2 separate regions of the Rattus norvegicus genome follow, and region 2 is linked to region 1. A link is a contact called in public Hi-C data. All regions are on one chromosome and are shown on one strand. Each heading gives the region's core, a stretch centred on a gene start, on an enhancer-like site or on the middle of the called end of the contact. The rest is flanking DNA. Distances are from core to core; before and after follow the strand shown. Region 1 overlaps Dlc1 (DLC1 Rho GTPase activating protein). Region 2 overlaps Dlc1 (DLC1 Rho GTPase activating protein).

Region 1 (6,559 bases), core at 1,513-4,012:
GCTGATGACTCCCAAATTGACATCTTTGATCCTACCTTCACCTTATACACCTTCCTCCCTGGTCCTGTGCATGTGGACAGCTTCAGGTTCTGCCCACTCTCCATCTGTTCTCTGACTTGTTCCCCTTCTGAAATCTGTCTGGGGAAACACCAGTCTCATAAGCATCTGTTGTGTGGCTCTTAGTTAAAACCTTCAGTCTCCAAAGAAAGCTCCTTAAGAAATAAGATGTACTGAAGAATGGTGAAAGACTCCATCCTGCAGGGATGTTCTAAATTCCCGGAAGTAAACACTCCGTAGCTTCAGGATATCCCTGAAACTGACCAGATTCATTAGAGCCTCTAACTAGGACTCTATAGGCAGTTCCTGATCTGGGAGGAGTGGATGTTTGTTCATATCTTCTCAGGATGGCATCACACAGATCCAGACTAGCATCATTAGGTAATGAGTGTCTCTCCACAACCTTCAACTAAGGTTCCTTCCTGTTAGCCTGACACTCAAGACTTCTCATGGTCTTCCCTCTGCAGATTCATCTGCCATTGTTCACCCTTCACCCTACCAAGCATTCCAACCCAGCCAGGGCTTTTGTTTCTACTACTTGAAACCTCCATTGTCTTTTCCACACTATCTTCCATGCACATTATGATTAAGAACAACACATTTCCTCGGTACTCCTGTTGTGTCTTGGTCATATCTGTTTCTCAGCACCTGTGTGAACGGAACCATCTCCTGGATTTCTTCCTGCCCACACTTATTCTGCTGAGTTTCATATCCAGAAATCTTGTTGAGCAAAGAGCTCTCAAAGAGCAGGCCCAGTCTGGTTTCCAACCACATTCAACATAAAGACACCCACAAAGCACTAAGGTATAACAGGTCAGGTGGCCCCCTCCCTTCTCACTTTGTGTGACAACATTCCATCACCCAACACCCACTTACACACCAGTTCTTTATCACATATATCTGAGTCCCTATTTAAATATTGGGAGATAGTCTAGAGAGTAGGGCTGCGTCCCTCAGGATGGAGCACGGTGCCTTGAACATATTTATAATATTTGTGGAGTGAATAAGGTAGTGTCCTAAGGCCAATGCATCCCATCATGTCGATCATAAATACTGTTCATTCCTGTTGTGTTGACAGTACATAGCCCCACCTAGAAGTGACCCTGGATTGCAAAACAGTGATGAATGAAACTCAGACTGAGCGTCTCTCTTTAATACCTGCTGAAACAGACTCCCCTGTTAACAAGCATACCGTGCAGATATGCTGGGCACTCGACAGCATTGCAGAGATTCACCTGCTGCTCTACAAAAAAAAATTGTTGCTTGTGGACGTTTCTAAAGTATGACCATTGAAAACATCAGAGATAAGAGGCAAATATACTGCTGAAACGATGACAAGAATTCATTACTTGGTGGGATGCCAGATGAAAGTCAGCTCCAGTTGTTCCATTAACAGTGAATGATTCAGATAAACTGCCAAACATTGCTATCTGCTTGTGCAATTTGGCACTGTTGTTGTTACCAGGACAGAATTACAATTCGCAAAGCTAGTCCAGCCAATAGTTTGCCATATGATTTCAACTATAGGGGATACGATACCTTTCAAGGAGAGGCATACAATATGTAATTATAGTAATTAACATGCATTTAGAAGTTCCATGATGTCAGTGCTTCGATTCTAGTGACTCATTTAACCCTCACAATTTATTCATGTAGGCCCCATATCATAGATGAGGACAGCAGAACACACGGAGGTGAAATAACTTGCCCATTGTTACCCACTCTGTGACAAATTAGAGTAGAGATTCTCATCCTAAAAGAGCCTTGCTCTCAACTTTCACATGTTGGTGTTTCTCACAGGCTCTGTGCCTAACTATCTGAGGAGGACACAACTGCTTGGTTTTGAAAGTAACATTAGAAATTTGGATCATGCAAGTACAAAGAAAAGACCTTGTTTATCTCCGAGACCATACATTATCTTACAGCTTGCAGTGACATGTGGATAATTTCTAAAACTATTGTCATGCTTTGCCAATGTCGTTACTAGCACTGTGGAACTACCTGGAGCTGCTCAAAGCCCAGAAGCACTTGGTCATCTGCATTTACTAGAGTGGGATGTGGTTTACAGGTAGGAAGCTAGTATATAACTTGTAAGTACTTAGCTAGAGTTCTGCAGTAGCTGGAGACGGTACATCTACTCTCTACAACTACTGGGCACAAAGCAAAGTACAAGTCATTTGGAATTGAGGCTCCTAGAAAACAGGGACAGGTTTACTCTTGGTCACGAGTGTGCATTCGTACAGGGCATTTCATTAGGCAGGTGAACTGTGTCCTACACGGTGTGGTCCAATCTTGCTTCCTTCCTGTTTCCCTGCTTTGTTCTTTCCTGGTCTTATTTCCCACATCGTGGTATTCCCTGATATTTGCATCAGTTTCTACATCTGTTGGTCCTAAGAGACACATGTATTTGCCCTCAGCCTCTCTTCTCTTATAGTCTTATCTTGCTCTTATAGCCCATTCCACCGTAGGAGAATTAATTCTCTTACTCTGAGTGACTACTTATTAAAGATCGTTTTGTCTTTGTCTTTAATACAACTATATGTGTGTATCTATATGTGTGGTTATGCATATGAATACAGAGCCTGTGAAAATACAGAGCCTGTGAAAACCAAAAGAGGATGTCAGATTCCATAGAATTGGAGTCATACACAGTTGTGAGTTGTCCCACATTGCTGCTTGGGATCAAACTCAAGTCTTCCGCAAGAGCAGTGTGTGTTCTTAGCCATTGAGTCATCTTGCCAGCTCCCGGAGCTGCAATTTCTTAAGTGGGACTCTGAAAATGGAGGCCAGTGACACTCCGTCCATCACTCTAGCCTCTAGTTTATTCTTATTAAGGACTCCAACTCCAGGTTCATGAATTTTCCCTTCCCCGCAGCAGCCCTCCCCAAGGTGGGGATCCTGTAAACACTTTTCGTGTTTGTTTATTTTTTGACACAGGCTTTCTCTGTATAGCTTTGGCTGTCATGGAACTCACCCCGAAGAACTCAGAGATCTACCTACTACTGCCTCCTGAGGGCTGAGATGAAAGGCATGTGGCACCACTGCTCAGCTAGACTCATTTTTAACAAGCTCTGTTGTCACCACTGTACTGAGAGTGTTGACGGAATCTGCTGTGCTATATCTTAGGCCCCCAAATATCCCCCAAAAGGCCAAATTCTAAAAGGATTGATGGCCAGACTTTGGTAGAACTGATACGTAGTAGTAGAACCTTGATGTGGTAGAACCTATTTAAAGAGGCGGGGCTTAGTGGGAGGAAGTTAGGTCATTGGGAATATAAGGATATTGGGACTACACTTCTTTTGCTTTCTATCCTTCTTTATTACATGTTTCTATCCTGCTATGCAGTCCCATCAGAGGCCCCCAATCAGAAAGCCATCATGCCTGGCACCCTCCCAAACCACAAACCAAAATTAAATTTTCTTCTTGTTTGATTTACTCCAAGTATTTGATATATCCACGCAGAGGTGACTAACACTCCTGGTTTTGCAGACATCCCTTACCATGTTCTCTCCTACCACTACGGTCCCCGCTGACGTCTGCAAATCTGTGGCAGAGGGGATATGAACCTAGGCAAGAGTCCCTGTCACTTCTGTTTTTCAGTCCATCTAGAACTAGTGTCTTAGGGGTTTTTCTTACCCCCTTTCCAGAGGCGCAACCTCATTCTTTTGCTCTTCTTGCCCTTATTTGCCATCCTCTGTAGCTTCTCTTCAGATTACACACATGTGTAAATATGTCCCGTGCTGATTAAATACAACCCAAATAAAAACAACAGCTATTAATAGAGAGCCAAAACATGCTCCAAAGTAGCTATCTGTCAGTCCAGACCATTCCCCATTAGCACTCTTTCTCCTTTTCAGGCACACAGTTTCAAACTCCAGGAACCCACTGAGGCCAGTTCTTCCTTCACCTATTTGGCCATTTCTTGTCTTTCTAATCTTCCTGAAATAGAGTGTCATGGCGGCCGGCCAGACTGGGCGGAGTCTCTCACTTTGCCTTGAGACACTCTACCCATTTCCCATTGTAGTCTCTTCATTCTGTTTGAGTGGTGGATGATGAGACTCTTTAGAATATGGAATATGTCACTGTTATTGTGGTGCCCTAATTGCCTTGAATGGTGGAAGAAGACTGCTGAGTGTCTCTTAAAGAAAGGTTTCCCTGTAAAGTCCCATCAAATGCCTACTGCCTCTTTATGGCTTTAGTATACTTAATCACTTTTGTTCCAACACACTGCTGCTCCCTTGCAGAGCAAGGTTATTCTTACTGGCTCCCTAGCTTCTTCAACAGTCCCAGAGAGTTTGTTGTAGTTCACAGATGGCTCCTGGATGAAGCCAGCTGGTCAGTACAGCATTTCTCCAGCTCGCATAGTCTCCTAGACTTCTGGACTAGTTACACTGAAGAACTCCCACAGACACAAGACTAGACAGCTAGGCTAATTTTTCTTATCTAGAGTAAATCTATTAATCCACATCACCCATGACATCCTTCTATTTTTACATACATGCACGGGTATGTTAATAAGAACGTAAGAACAGATTAACCGATAGGACTTTATAGAGAATAGAGTTCTATGAAAGCTCATTGCATGTGATTTCCCACACTAATTAGAACAAGCAACCAAAAGAGCAACATTTTCTTTTCTTTTTTTCTTTTTTCTTTGCCCCACCCCCGGCACTATTAATTTTCTTATAAGTCCAAGTTCTAGTTGGTTTCTGGTGAGGGCTCATGACTGCTGCTTCTTCCTTGTCTTCTTACATAGCGTTTCCTCTGTGTTCTCCCCAGTGTTATCCTCCCTCCCTTCCTCCCTCCCTCCCTTCCCCCTCCCTTCTTCTCCCCTCGTTCTTTCCTTTCTTACATAGCTTTCCCAATTTAAAGGGAACTCACATTCCCTCTCATGGAGTTGTTAACTACTAACATATCAGGGGAATGACATATCTTCTAGTGATGTCCTTTTCAACCAGTCAAGAGCCTAGGATGTTGGATAGAATTATATTTGACTGCTTAACAGAGCTTTATGAGCACTAACCACTGGACAAATGTGCATATGGACCTGGAAAGAAATCTCTAATTTTGCTCGTGATCTTGTCCTAAGTATATGAATCAAATTAGACAGAATAGTTTATTAAAATCTCCAGAGGTTGGGGCTAGAGAGATGGCTCAATGGTTGAGGTAGGACTGCTCTCTTCCAGAGTATCAGTGTTCGATTCTCAAGTAACACAGAGGCTAACAACTGTCCGTAGCTCCAGTGCCATAGGGTCTGACGCCCTCTTCTGCCTTCCCCAGGTTCTGCGTACATACAGTGCACAGGCACACATGCAGACAAAACAGCTTTATACATAAAAAATTTTTTTAAAAATCTCTCTTTTTATAGAAAAAGTAACCAATGGCATGTTTACAAAAATCCATAGAAATAAGGAGAGAATATATGAAATAAAGACCTAGAATTACCTTAGTAGGCTTAACTGACAGCGAAGGAAAGACAAATATAAAATGTACAAAATTAGATTGAACTGAGACAAATCATACTAGAGAAAGGAAAGGCTTTGAGATATAAGAAAAGATATCCTATGAGTACAGAAGTGCACAACTATAGAAACGCCAGACATACGTACTGTAACATTAGACTGTGGGAAAGTTGTCATGTGGTTTCGAATAGGGAGGGAGGAATCCTACACTGTCTTGGCTTGTTCAGAGCAGGTGTCTTTTGTTTACTAAGAGGAGAGCTAAGACTCGAGACAGAATGTACAAGAGCCTGCTTAGAGGTCATGAAATCTTTCCCAGTAGGAAAATGTTGAAATAATTAAGGCGCTTTGTGATGGATAGAAAGAGAAGGCTGGGGCTGGGGCGATGGCTTAGCAGATGGAGGTGTCTACCACAAGCCCAACATCTAACTTTGGTCCCACTTTTCTCCCAGGAACCTGCATGGTAAAAAGGGAAAACCAATTCCTGTAAGTCGTCTTATGCACACGTGCGCGCGCATGTTCACACACACACACACTAAAAGTAACTAAAATTGAAGGATCTCTTTTTTGTATCCTTAAGACCCTGGAAGTTTTATCATATAGAAAAGTGAGCAGTTTATATGACACGACATGTACCTGTCACACGAGACTTGTCCTCTTATTTTTAAAGATGTAGTTTTATCTTACGTGTTTCTCTCTGTGTGTATGGCATATGTGTTCAGTGGCCACAGAGACCAGAAGAAGACATTGATCCCCTGCTGCTGGAGTCACCAAGTGATGTGGATGCTTGGAACTGAACTCATGCCCTCTGGAAGGTGATCTTCTTGGCTAAGCCACCTCTTTACTCCTTCCTCTTGCCCTCCCAGTATCTTTGAGTAATGATAATGGCGATGATGGGGTTGGAGTGGGGCAAGAAAAGTATTCTCATCTGCGTTCACATTTCCACAAACTTGCTCCACTGTTTAAAAAAAATATTATTTTGAACCAAGAACCTAGGCCAGAAAGGTGATTTCATCCATGCAGAAGTCATAGGTGTTCATTGT
Region 2 (6,559 bases), core at 1,661-4,160, 45 kb before region 1:
TTAAAATTCTTTACAGTTGTTCCCTGTTATTCACTGAAGAATAGGCTCCAAGAACTGGAATCACAGACAGACAGACAGACAGACAGACAGAGTATGAGACCATACATAGTTCATATACATTTTGTTCTCCATACATGCATAATTACAATAAAGTTTACCTTATAATTTAGGCACAGGAAGAGATTAACAACAATAGCTAAATGTAAAAGAGAATAATTATGTCAATATAATAAAAGTATGAGAATCACAACTCTTACACTAAGGGGACAACTAGTAAGTAAGCTAAGAATCATTAAAACATAAGCGCTGTGATACCTTGACAGTGACTCTGATAATCCTGATGGTTCCTAAGTAACTCGTTAGTAGGTAGTGTATACAAGATGGATCCCAGGAAGGACACAGAGCCTCACTAAGAGATTTTTATCTATCGAGAAATGCATTCAGTTGAAAGTGATTAATGCTTGCTTCTGGATAGCTCCATTTAATACTTTCAAAATGCAGTTGGCTACGAATAACTGAAACCTTAGAGAGTAAAACTGCAGAGAATGGAGGACCGTTGTGCTTCAGGGAAGTCAGCTGTATTATTCGTTGACTCGGGATAGAACTAGGTTTGGGAAATTAGATGCCACACAATTTTGGAAATCGCCCTCTTTAAGGCTACACAGGAACGAGGAGATGGCTCAGCTGGTAAGGTGTTTGCTATGCAAGCATAAGGACCTGCGTTTGACCCTTGCTGGAAGACAGAGATGGGTAGAATCCTGAAGCTCACTAGCAAGGCAGCCTAGCTTAATTGCCTAGCTCCAGGATTCCAGTCTCGAAATGATGTGCATGATGATGCTATCTATGGAATGACCAATGAGGTTGACCTCTGGCTCTCCACACATACTTGCATATATACTTCATGTATGCTTATATGCATGGTATGTACACATATACATACATACAAAAACACTCAAGTAAGACAATGCAATTACGAACACAGCATTGAGTATGAAAGTGATTTAGAATAAGAAAAGAAGTTATAAGGGTCTTCCAGACATGAGCTTTCACTCCTTTCCTTCTGATAGCTCTGTTGACAACTCCCAGGCATGATCTTACAGAAATGCTTCTTGATTCCAACCAGACCTCCCCTCTTGCCTGGTATGACACAGTACAGGTCCCTTCAAGAGTCCAGCTCATCTTAGGATCTGTGCATGCTAAGCTTCATTATGGGTGAAAGGTCCAAATTCATATGTTGAAGTCCTACCCCTGCCTGCACAGTCAGAACACAGTCTGATTTGGAGATAAACTCCTTAAAGGGGTGATTGATGTGACCGTTAGATTCTTTCAAGCTTCATGCCTTTGCCCAGAAGCTTGTCTTCTGTTGCAATCCAACCTATCCTAGCCTTCCTTGTGGTGAAACCTCCCACGCTCAGAGTATACTAATAACCGATTGGCTGTCATTTACTTTGCTATGGGCAGCCACATTTCATCATGGCTACGCATGCTGGTTGTCCTGGAGTATTACTTTGGATTTTGATCCTACAGCTTCTTCCTTATTGGCTAAATCTTTGGAAGACCACTAGGATGGTATCTTAGGTTAAATTCAGGTGTTAGAAAAATTCCTTGAACAATATTTTTTTTTTGAGATAGGTGGATGGAGACTCATTTAATTTTTTTGAAGTCTTCTAGATGTTAGTTTTGAAGTTAAAAGATAATGAAATTCACTACACTTAACTGATTGATAGTCTATTACAATACCTGCATTGAACACGTAAAAGCTGTGTCAGAGTGAAAGTTATTTTGGCGTTAAGGCTGAAATCCCCCACTGCCTCCCACTAATTCACTTATCTCTTCTTCTGTTGTGGCAACCCAATCCTGGTTATTGCCTTCTGTTTTTCTACGGCCTACGCCAGCAACGGAAGTTCACAAGAATATCTTCCAAAACCCTTTGGCCAGAACTAAAGGAAGTGAGTACACTCAAGGGTAGAGGATGATTCAATCTCTCTGAGTGCTCAAGTCTTGGTACCCCTTCAGAAACCATTGAAAAGGATGCCAGCAAGCTGTAATTACTATGGTGCTCCCTGGGAGGTGGAGGCCTGCCAGTACTCACTGGATCTCAACCAACAATTCATTTCTAGTGAGTCACTGAAGGAAATGAGTATCTAGTTTGGCCATTTTTTAGGGAATATCTAACACCCTTAAAAATCCAAATGTGTGCTTGATACAAAGATTTATAAAACTATACTTATCATTATGACATGTGATATGTATGATACATGATATATACACACAAATAATACACATATATGTATACACACATGTATAACATATGCCATATATATGTATATACATGTATGTATGTATGTATGTATGTATGTATGTATATATTATATGTGTGTATATATAGTTTCTGGCAGGCCTGGAACTAAGTAGGCCAGGCTGGCTGTGTGTCTGCTTCCTGAGAGATGGGATTAAAGGCATGGGTCACTATGTCCTAGCCTCACCAGCATTTTAAATGGAGGCTTAAATATGCACTAAAGATAGTATTGCATTAGAGATTTATGACAGAGAAAAACCAAATAAGAATGCACTTGGTTCATACAAGTCTGCATCGAGTGATGAAGCCTTATTTCCCTACTGAGAAACTATACCTGTATTCAAAGGTATTTCTCAAATGTCACAATCTTCCACAGAACAAGGATCTCCTGGATGAGGGGGATCCAGTACTCTTCTCAGGAAAGCAGGCTGCTTTTGCAATCAGAACAGCTTCCAAGGTTCTGAGGCCAATAATGGCCCGGAATGATTTAACATCACCTTCGGAAACTTCCTTGGGAGCCGAGTGGGTAGCTATGAATCACCACGCACCCTCTGTACACGTCGTTACCGAGCTCCTCGGACTATTATAGGAAAGTCATACTTCGCATTTTTTTGGGTAAGAAATGCTTTTCCTGATGGCATCAGACTGTCTGGGAGTCGAAGTTGCAGCAGCCCCTGGTGAGCAGTGTACCTTGGGTTTGGATGGATTCCAGACGTATCTGCAAATGCTGTTTCGAGCTTCAGTCAACATACCTGATCAGGAATATGGCCACAGGCAGAAGTCGTGCCTCTGGCAACGAGGAGAGAGCTTTCTTTCATTCTCGTGATTTCAAAGAAAACATTGAACTAATTTTTAACTCCTTCATGGTTGATGAGAAGTCGTATTGGTGGCCTGAACTTAACTTCTCTCAGTGTGGCTAAGACTGTAAACCTAGGAGAATCAACCCAATTCCCACTGACTGAATATGGGTCTCTGATTTGCTAAGGCTGTTGCACATTAACTGGGCCAAAGTTCATACCATGACACATTATCGAAGAGGGGGGGAGTTAGTGGTAAGCCCCAAATCCTTGTGTTTTAGTCCCATGTATATACTGCATTTTCTGTGTAGCTTCAGTGCTGGACAGGTTCCCTGAGCCATCTGTTGGGGCTGATGGATCCACTTTGTCAGCAACTGCAGATGACAATCATTTTGTGGTGAGATCAAAAGCTGCCGTGTTTCTCAATTGAACGTGTTCTCACAGGCAGCCGCTGATGCATGAGTCTGTATCAGGCCTTCGTACAGACAAGCGAACAGCTCCTGTCAGTGGTGACTGCTCAAGCTAAAGGGACTGTGAGTGCCACTCTTTGCCGCCTACATCTATAGGACGTGAAGCTCAGTGGGTGGAGCTGAGGATGCCTAATTCATAGAAAAGTATTTCAAGAACATTTATCATCATTGTCGTCGTCGTCGTCGTCATCGTCATCGTCGTCATCATCATCATAGTTTCTTTGTGTGGATGAAATTCTTCTGTGCAGGAATTTGGCTCTTTAAGTGTAACCTTAAACAGTAGTATATGACCTATAGGTTAAAGCCAATTGGAAACAAGTTTCAGAATGAAATAAAAGATTTGTCCCTCCCTTCTTTGTCCTTCTTTCTTCCTTCGCTCCTTTCCCTCCCTCCCTTCCTCTCACTTTCTTTGTGTTCTCTTGAGCAGACTTCACGATGTGCTTCAGGTTGGCCTTGATTTTGAGTTGCTTCTGCCTCAGGCTTCCAAGTGCTAGGGTTACAGGTGTGCCTCCCATAGATTACCTGGAAGATTTGTTCTCTAACTCTACTCCTTCGGTGGACGCCACAGTCCCAACTGACAGGCACACCTCTGAAGGTGACAGCTTCATGGCAGGGGCGTGAGTAAGGAGCCTCATGGACATTTTATTTTTCATTGATTATTATAATCACTTAACAAATAAATGTACTGTACATCAAGAAGAATAGAAAGGAAATAGCATAAGAATGGAGAATAGTTTTGGAGTAATATGAGAATTCAGCTTTATAAAACATATACTACTTAGATGGACATTACAGAATAGAACTAGCCTATTCTTCACTCATATACACTCATGTACACGCATGCACAGCACACAGATGTGGACTGGAAAAGGAAATATCAACTCACAACGTGGTTAGTTGGATAAGGGAGTTAGGATGAAGCGTGTGTTCTTTAAGTTATTTACTATATTATGTTTGTTAATTAAATATTTTAAATTAGATAATAAGTTATTACTATAACTTTAGTCATGGTGTTTTATTTCCTTATGTTAAAAAACGATAATGCAAATATTACATGATATTTTATGTTTCAATTTTGGATGTGGGGAGCCTGGATATTTGCTTTAATATTACTGTGCATAGGTGACTGCCCTCTCTGTGTCTGTGCTGCTGCTGCTGCTGCTGCTGCTGATTATTATTATTATTATTATTATTATTATTATTAACTTGTTTGTTTATTTTTGTCAACTCAACACTAAATAGGGTCATCTGGGAAGAGGAAATTTCAGTTGAGAAAGTGCCGGCTGTAAGAAAGCCTGTGATGGTATTTTCTTGGTTAATGATTGGTGTAGAAAGGCCCCTGCTACTGTGGGGAGTGTCACCTCTGGGCAGCTGGTTCTGGGTTTTATAAGAAAGCAGGCTGACTAAGCCAGTAGGCAGCATCCTCCTTAAATCTGCACTTCAGTTGGTGCCTCTGGGGTCCTGCCTTGACTTTCCTGTTTCCTTGCTGATGGACTGTGACCCGTTAGCTGAAATAAAGCCTTTCCTCCCTAGCTTGCCTTTGGCCATGGTATTTCTCACAGTAACAGGGGAAGCAAATTCAGTATGTGGTTACAATCCTGACTTTTCTCATCCCAGCATGCACCTCTCTGTTGCCCGTCATTGCCAATCCATTGGCCATTTTCTGGGACCTCTGAGGACCATTCTCTTATCAAGGACATCTCCAAAGTATACTATAAACAAGGCCTGATGTTCATGATTCCTCCCATGGACAGAAGCCTCTGTAGTTAGACCAAGGACCCCTGTGTTTCTACAAGTCTTCAGTTTTACCCCTTACTCTCTTCTGTTTCTTCCACAGCTCATATTTCCTCTGAAACTAGAAGAAAGCTCCTCTCAGGGAAACTGAGCAGAAAAGCTGATGACCTTTCGGGGCCAAGAGAATATCCCCTCCCTTCGGAGACCATTCGGATTGCGGTAGCTTTCATCATTTTAAAGCCCCGCATGAGGCGTTTGCTAGTCACCTTCATAGCATACATATTTTGAATATTTTCAGCTGCGAAAGCGTCTTTTCTAAGCAAGTCATGACGTAAGTGCTGCCTGTCTTAGCTTCTGCAGGAACACTCCCAGCCCAGGCTTGAAAGGTGAGGAAAACATTCTAGTGGCCAGGGAGGTTAGGGGCCAAGCAGGGCTTCGGTTTTGATTCCACTGCTCCTGAGAAATCGAACGCTACCCCGGGGTTTTCCCCAGCTCATGGAGCTGGCCTTTCTAAACGTTGCCTCAAGTGTGTGTTTATATAAAACGAAAAGATCCTAAGTCAAAGATATGAATGAAGATTTAAAAAAAAAAACAGGTGAAAAATGTTTATCTATGAAACATTTATTTCCCCTTTTGTTTACTTCACGGTTTTAAATTAATTTCGGGAACAGTTTCCAACCTCACTCAGGCTTTGGGGGTAAAGGCAGCAACGTGTCATTCTTAGAGCTTTAACACTTCTGGAAGCTACAGTCAATCTCACTTAAAATGTCCATGTTAGATAAACTGGCGGCAATTCTTCAGTGTCACACACAGTGGCTTGCCTCTGTTTATTAAATTCCCTCAGCTTGCTTTCATTTTACAAGAGAAAATGAGAATTACTGCTTAATAAATGTATCTTGTGGCCAAAAAATTCAGAATATGAGCTCTGTGGGTGGTGAATCACAAAGGGAGTAATTCGGATTTTTAAAATGTGGTGGGAACTTGAAATGATTTCAGTATTTATTGTAAATAGGACACATAATCTACTCTGACTTCAGGCACAGCCAAAAGACGACCTTCAGGAGAGCCGATGACAAGGACATACTAGTTCCAAGCATCTTCTGTGGCCTGACTGTGGCTTCAGAGTGATGATGTATTTCTCTGAGAACAAAGTGTTTATTTCATTTAAATTGATCCTCCTGCCTCTGCCTCCTTCAGCAAATCCTACCGGCGTGGGCCACCACAACCGGCTTCATTTAAATTGAAAAGGGATCAAGTCC

The links. Hi-C and Micro-C count contacts between places; a contact is called where the count stands out from the background.
Region 2: a contact with region 1 is called in a Hi-C map of the A7r5 cell line, with 3 times the contacts expected there. The contact joins two enhancer-like sites. A contact is called at or near these places in 5 of 12 Hi-C or Micro-C datasets (the A7r5 cell line, the Rat2 cell line, kidney and 1 more).

What each region holds. Positions count from the first base shown.
Region 1 is chr16:62,238,269-62,244,827 of GRCr8, reverse strand. All of the region lies in intron 5 of Dlc1 (DLC1 Rho GTPase activating protein), which reads right to left. Among named protein-coding and RNA genes, the nearest start is that of Dlc1, 250 kb to the right of the region's middle. Within about 2 kb of position 2,762, at least 9 of the 93 cell types and tissues checked have an H3K27ac peak or open chromatin away from gene starts, as enhancers often do. A contact at or near this core is called in the A7r5 cell line, where this site is marked.
Region 2 is chr16:62,283,497-62,290,055 of GRCr8, reverse strand. The region is part of intron 5 of Dlc1 (DLC1 Rho GTPase activating protein); the gene reads right to left. Among named protein-coding and RNA genes, the nearest start is that of Trmt9b, 210 kb to the left of the region's middle. Within about 2 kb of position 2,910, at least 28 of the 93 cell types and tissues checked have an H3K27ac peak or open chromatin away from gene starts, as enhancers often do. A contact at or near this core is called in the A7r5 cell line, where this site is marked.